Regions from separate parts of the Sus scrofa genome. Here region 1 is linked to region 2. The links are chromatin contacts, called in public HiChIP or PLAC-seq maps. All regions are on one chromosome and are shown on one strand. The core of a region is the stretch at or near the end of the contact, and the rest is flanking DNA. Distances in the headings are between cores, read along the strand shown. Region 1 overlaps UPB1 (beta-ureidopropionase). Region 2 overlaps SPECC1L (cytospin-A).

Region 1 (3,309 bases), core at 758-3,257, 99 kb before region 2:
TTAAACAGACAGTTGCAGGGTGAATGCCATAAAACATCTTTCTGGCAATTCTCCAGGGAGGGTGCAGAGTGTGGGACCCAAGCCCACAGCTTGGGCAATAAAATGGAGGCTCTCAAAACAAGCCAGAGGTTCCTGGTGAGCCCAGCAGGGAGATGGGGGACACCTGCCACCTTCGCAATGCAGCATCTACAGGGCACTAAAAAGGATCACAGTGGGAAGGCTAAAGGCAGCGAGGGGTGGGTGGGGGGACTGACTTTCTGATTAACATGCACCCGTGGCAGAAACCTTCAACCACACGGGCTGCATGGATTGTCAGAATGACTCCGTTTATCAAAAGCTCTTTGCCTCTCTGGGGTGCTTACAATTGTGGGACGCTCCAAATGAGAATACCCTGTCAACCTATAGCACATGCATGTGTGCGCCTGCATATGAACATGTATGCATGTGACCATGTGTGTATATCTGTGCGTGCGTGTGTGCATGTGTGTGCGCGCGGGTGTGTATGTGTGCATGCTCATGTGCATATGGGGGCTCTGATACAGGAAGCAGGAGATGCCAGGGAAGGGGATGGATCCTTCTGGAAGCTGTGATGCTTGTGCACAGCTGGTGGGGCTATGCCTGGCATCGTGCTTGTAAACACTCACCATCAAGTCCACAAATAATCACTCAGCATTTTAAAAAAACTCACCCGAATGCACCATCCTAGTGAATCACCTGCTGTAATTTTTCCACCCTCTATCATCCTCAGCAAAACAACAACAACAAACTTTATAGAGTTCTGACCCCAACCTAGAACATGGTTTTGCTCACAGCTTTTGTCACCCTGCTGCATCACCTCCACGATGACTCCTTGTAGCGGCGGTGCAGCTTACAGAGAAGATGGGCTGGAGGTCACCTGACCCTGACCTCTTTCCTGCCAGCTTTCCCCTCTCTGTAAATCACACTGCTGGGAACATCTCCACACAGGCAGTCTTTCCCTCCTCTCACAGATGATTCCGCGGCCAAGGTTTTTGGACTATAATTATCTGGTCAAGCATCGTGGGAGCTCATGAAACAAACTGTTTCCCAAAGACCTGCCAATCTCTTAACTGCCGGCAGTGCCACAACCTTGGAGCTGGACCTCTGTTGGCTGAGAAAGGAAGATCAATAATATTTAATAAGCCTCACGGGCTGCTGAGGATGTGGGTTGTTATGAGCATATTACATTGAGGCACTTCTGTTGGCTTCATTGGGGCTCATAAAAGCCAAGGGGTGTGGACAGGGAGGTGGCCTCCAAGACCAGGATAAGGCCCTAGAGCAGCTCAGGCTGGGCACTGGCTCCCGGGTCCTCCAGGAACCCCTTTAGGGAAGGGAGCTGATGAAGGTCTGGCACAGGAGGGGACTGCTCTGGGGGGGGGGCGCCCAGATCTGTTGGATGACCAAGAATAGCCTTTTGTCATAACCGCCAGCAGACGCAGTCATAGTGGTCAAGCTGCCAGGAGGCCCCAGGAGAGTCTCCAAGGGGAGAACCAAGATGGGACTATGCCCTCTGCCTTGCAGTGCCCCCCCCACCCAGACACAGACAGGTCCTTCAGGGGCACAGACCAGGTGGCAGGTCTGAAGGAGCAGAGGGGGCTGGCTTCTGCCTTGGTAAGGGACCCACATGCTCATCAGGCTGCTGAGGGATGTCCCTCTCGAGAAGGGGGCACTGTGCTTGTGCTTAAGAGAAATGTAGAGTAATTGCCGTGTCCTGATATTTAGAAGAAAATTGACTGAAATTTTGTCCAGAACAAGGACAAGAATGACAGGTGTGGGCCAACAGGGAACTCAAGGCTGCTCCCCAGAACTCCCCCAGCTTCCCCCATGTTGGACCAGGACACCCCCTTCCCAGCACCACCCTGCTGGCCGCCAGCATCTCCCCAGTTGGGAATGGGTCTGTGGAGGAAGTGAACTGGGGAGAAAGATATTTGCAGCAGATTCCTAGAGCTCTGGTACTTGATGATGCAAAACTGGAAACCACCCAAAAGCTCAGCTGCTGGGGAGAGGGAATTTGCAGCTCAGTCATCTCGGATGCCTGCTGTTATTCAGTGAGGGGCCCGAGGCTGCCCTGATCGCAACAGTTCTCTTTGCTCAGGGGTGAGGCTGACACATAAACACAGGTTGGGTTTTAGAAAAAGAAAACACCTCCTTGCTAAGTGGGTTAAGTATCTGGCATTGCTGTGAGCTGTGGTGTAGGTCGCAGATGTGGCTCGGATACCGTGTTGCTGTGGCTGTGGTGGAGGCTGGCGGCTACAGCTCTGATTGGACCCCTAGCCTGGGAACCTCCATATGCTGAGGATGCAGCCCTAGAAAAGACAAAAAAAATTAAAAATTAGAAAAAGAAAACACCTGACTGGTTAAAAACAGGTTCCAGAGCCATTACCACCTAAGAGTAAGGACCCTCTCAGCTCTGAGCCCTCCCCTCAGCTCCCCTCGTCCAGAGGTCTGCCCTCCACACTCCCCACTCTGCAGATGTGAGGCTTAGGAATCCTAAGCTGTCACACCCCCTCCCCTTCCTCCAGGAGCACAGCTGTAACAGGAGGGGAATTGAGACTGGCCAGCACCTCCTGTGCCCAGGCCCCAGTCCAGACAGCTATGGGGTGATGATTATTATCTGAGATATCGTCATAGCAAAGGACGGTATTTTACAGGTGAGCAGCTCTTTTGGGGGGATCACAATGGATGCTTCGAGTGCTTTTCACAGAGAAGTTGTTAACCACACAGCACACCAGCCCAGGGCTCAGCTGCCTCACTGGCAGTCCTGGAAGTCGGCCCCCACCCGCTCTTTGCCGAACCTGCCTCTAAGCCCCGCAGCCCAGCTCCCCAAGTCCCTCATGCCATGTACCTGAGCACCCCAATGGTGGCCGAGGGGTTGAAGATGATCTCGGCCCCGTTGATGCTGAACATGAGCCAGTTGAGGGGGTGGTGCCGCCCATAGCAGATGTTTACGGCGATCCTCCCGAATGGGGTCTGGAACACGGGGTGGCCCAGGTTTCCCTCCATGTAGTAAGTGGACTGAAAGACAAAGGCCGTGTCAGCGCCTCTGAGCTGCCGACTGTCCCTGTCCTTTGACTTGCCAGAAAAGCAAAACATCACCCATACGCCAATAGTCATACTCCTGGGATGACTCTAAGTTCCACAATTTCAATTCACTGAAAAACATCCCCCAACCCCGAAGACTCACAGTAACAATAAGTAATACAAGGGGAAATCACCATGGTTTCAGCATTTACCCACAATTTCTCTGGTGACACATTAAAAAACCTCCAAAGCAACTTTCCACAGTATTTC
Region 2 (3,074 bases), core at 71-2,570:
TCCATATGCCACGGTGTGGCCCTAAAAAGACAAAAGACAAAAAAATACTAAAATAAAATAAAAACTAAACTAAACTAAAATAGAAGACACAGGAAATCCCATTGTGGTGCAGTGGAAACGAATCCAACTAAAAACCATGAGGTTGGAGTTCCTGTCGTGGCGCAGTGGTTAATGAATCCGACTAGGAACCATGAGGTTGCGGGTTCGGTCCCTGCCCTTGCTCAGTGGGTTAATAATCCAGCGTTGCTGTGAGCTGTGGTGTAGGTTGCAGACGCGGCTCGGATCCCGTGTTGCTGTGGCTGTGGCATAGGCCGGCAGCTGTAGCTCTGCTTCAACCCCTAGCCTGGGAACCTCCATATGCCACGGGAGCGGCCCAAGAAATGGCAAAAAGACAAAAAATAAAATAAAAAATAAAAACCATGAGGTTGAAGGTTCGACCCCTGGCCTCACTCAGTGGGTTAAGGATCTGGCATTGCTGTGAGCTGTGCTGTAGGTTGCAGACGTGGCTCAGATCCTGCATTGCTGTGGCTGTGGCATAGGCCGGCAGCTGTAACTCTGCTTCAACCCCTAGCCTAGGAATCTCCATATGCTGCAAGTGTGGCCCTAAAAAGCAATCAATCAATCAATCAATAAGAAACAGAGTAATTACAATGCAAGTTGCTAGTTAATGAATTCAGATTTTGCACTGAGCTCCCAAGTCTTTTCAGGGCTTTCCTACCGCACAAGAGAAGTCTAGATTTGGACAATAACAAGAGGACCACGGGATGAGCCAGAGCAAAAGTTCACAAAAGCCTTGAGCACAGACTCAAATGAGGTGCTCTGCCCCATTTTCACCTGAAGGTGCCCATCCTTCCATGCAGGAAGCGTCCACGGTGACCTGTGGCAGAGGGTTCTGACTGCACCCAAACCTCTGCTCACTTCTCACCTCAGAAAGCTCAGCCCCAGCTGTGAAATCGCTGGCCCCTCACTGCCCTCAGTGGACGGGGCCCCAGCCCAGGACACTGGCCGCCCTGCGCCTATGACCTTCCATACAGCAGGTGGGGGCTCCCCCTCTGTGCACCGAGGGGTGGCGGGGGAGTACAAGAGCCAAAGAATTGCATAAATTTCAACAGAATAAGACGGCAAATATGTCACAAAACATCTTACAATGTTTTCATTTGTCAGAACTTTAATTAAGGGCCATAAAATACAACCTCGAACACATCTTCCTTAGTTATTTAGGCTCTGATCTATTTAAGGAAATGCCACTTTTACGGGTACAAGGCAAAAAGCCAAAACCCATGATTCATCTCTGTAGCACGCACGCACACACCACTTCCTCCCGCCGTGTGAGCTGCCATGGCAGGTCCTGACCGTGAGCGAGAACACGGCCACCTCAGGAGGTAGGAGGGAGCCACAAACAAACCACTGCCCAGGAGCCTCACGGCCTCATCCCTGAGTACATACAGGGCAGGTTTGGAGGGTGTCTGGAAATCTCAGGGTGGGGGCAGTCCAGAGGGGAGATGCAGGGTCTAAAAGAGCAGGAAAACCATCAGGAGGCAGTTCTTACTGCTCCAGGGAGTGACTGATGACAGACGTCCTGGGAGGAGCACGCAGCAGCTTGCTGGTACTCAGGGAGGCGGCAGAGGAACCAGCAGGCCCGCGTCAGCTGCACATCTGAGGGTGCAGACATGGGAACCTTGGCTCTGTCCCCTTTCTGAAGTTTAGCCAAGCTCCACTTCAGGTGGGGGTGGGGGGAGACGGCAGGTGTCCGGGGAGAGTCTGAGGCCCACTCCTCACCATGTCCGTGTTGGGATTTGTGTGTAAAGCAGGAAGAGGGAAGGAAGGATGCTAGGGAAGGCAGCCTAGGGTGGACAGTGACCCTGAAGACACAGGCCCGCACCCTATGCCCCTGAGCAGAAAGGAGTTCCAATAAGGACCCTCAATCCTCTCTGTGCACCAGAATCACCTGCAAAAGCTTTTCAAGGCGAAAGGTACTCAGCCCTCCCCCGGCTGGTCTGGGCACCACTCTCTGCAGAGGTCCCCAGACACCCAAGGGTGTGGCCAGGAGGCAGGACCACCAACCCCAAGACCAAAGGTGGCTGGAAGCAAGATGGCCGGGACGTCCCACCACGAGGCCCACCCAGCCCAGCTGGACTCGCTCACGACCCCGAGCACTGGGTAACCAGGGCAGAACCAAGCATTAGACAGAACCTTCCCGCCCAGACTGGACATCAAGGCCAAAGAGGTGATGAAAATGTCTGTCTAAAAGGAGGAATTCCAGTGATGGACCGAGCAGCATCTCTTGGCAGCCATGATCATTAGCGCAGCGACTGGCCCCACTCCCTTCTACCTGGACAGACAGATATAACTCCACAGCCGACACACTTCTGCCAAAACTCTGAACTGAGATCGAACTCTACTGCTGTTGAAGCAGGGACAACATTGTAGGGCTGTAATCAGCAAAACCTAAAATGTAGATGCACTAAGGGACACATGGTCCAGTTCCTTCCAAAGACAAAGCAAAAGTAAAAGAATAAAAGAGGATGGGGAGTTTTAAGATTAAAATGGACTTAAAAGAGGAATATTATTCAAATGCAATGTCAACCTTGTTTGGATCTGCAGCACATGGAGGTTCCCAGGCTAGGGGTCCAATTGGAGCTACAGCTGCCAGCCTACACCACAGCCACAGCAACACCAGATCTGAGCCGAGTCTGCGATCTACACCACAGCTCACAGCAACGCCGGATCCTTAACCCACTGAGCGAGGCCAGGGATCGAACCTGAAACCTCATGGTTCCTAGTCGGATTTGTTTCTGCTGCGCCAAGATGGGAACTCCAGGATCTTTTTTTTCCCAGCCACCCCTGCAGCATATGGAAGTTCTCAGGCCAGGGATCAAATCAAGCTGCAGCTGCCAGCCTACATCACAGCTGTGACAATACTGGATCCTTAACCCAGTGCGCTAGGCCAAGGACCAAACTCGCACCTCATGCACACCAGATCCTTAATCCACTGCACCCCAATGGGAACTCCAGCCTTGTACAGACCATAATTCAAGCAAATCAACCATGTAAAACTAAACATGATTCAACTG

What was found. HiChIP or PLAC-seq counts read pairs in DNA pulled down with a chosen protein or histone mark.
Region 1: a contact with region 2 is called in an H3K27ac HiChIP or PLAC-seq map of alveolar macrophages. The contact joins two enhancer-like sites. A contact is called at or near these places in 1 of 5 promoter capture datasets (liver), 8 of 47 Hi-C or Micro-C datasets (alveolar macrophages, blood, embryonic fibroblasts and 4 more) and 1 of 2 datasets of contacts at active chromatin or transcription factors (alveolar macrophages).

What each region holds. Positions count from the first base shown.
Region 1 is chr14:49,552,024-49,555,332 of Sscrofa11.1, reverse strand. It overlaps UPB1 (beta-ureidopropionase), which reads right to left. Exons shown (of 10, transcript XM_001929254.6): 6 at 2,864-3,033. Among named protein-coding and RNA genes, the nearest start is that of UPB1, 20 kb to the right of the region's middle. Within about 2 kb of position 2,007, at least 2 of the 83 cell types and tissues checked have an H3K27ac peak or open chromatin away from gene starts, as enhancers often do. A contact at or near this core is called in alveolar macrophages, where this site is marked.
Region 2 is chr14:49,452,822-49,455,895 of Sscrofa11.1, reverse strand. All of the region lies in intron 13 of SPECC1L (cytospin-A), which reads right to left. Among named protein-coding and RNA genes, the nearest start is that of ADORA2A, 13 kb to the left of the region's middle. Within about 2 kb of position 1,320, at least 36 of the 83 cell types and tissues checked have an H3K27ac peak or open chromatin away from gene starts, as enhancers often do. A contact at or near this core is called in alveolar macrophages, where this site is marked.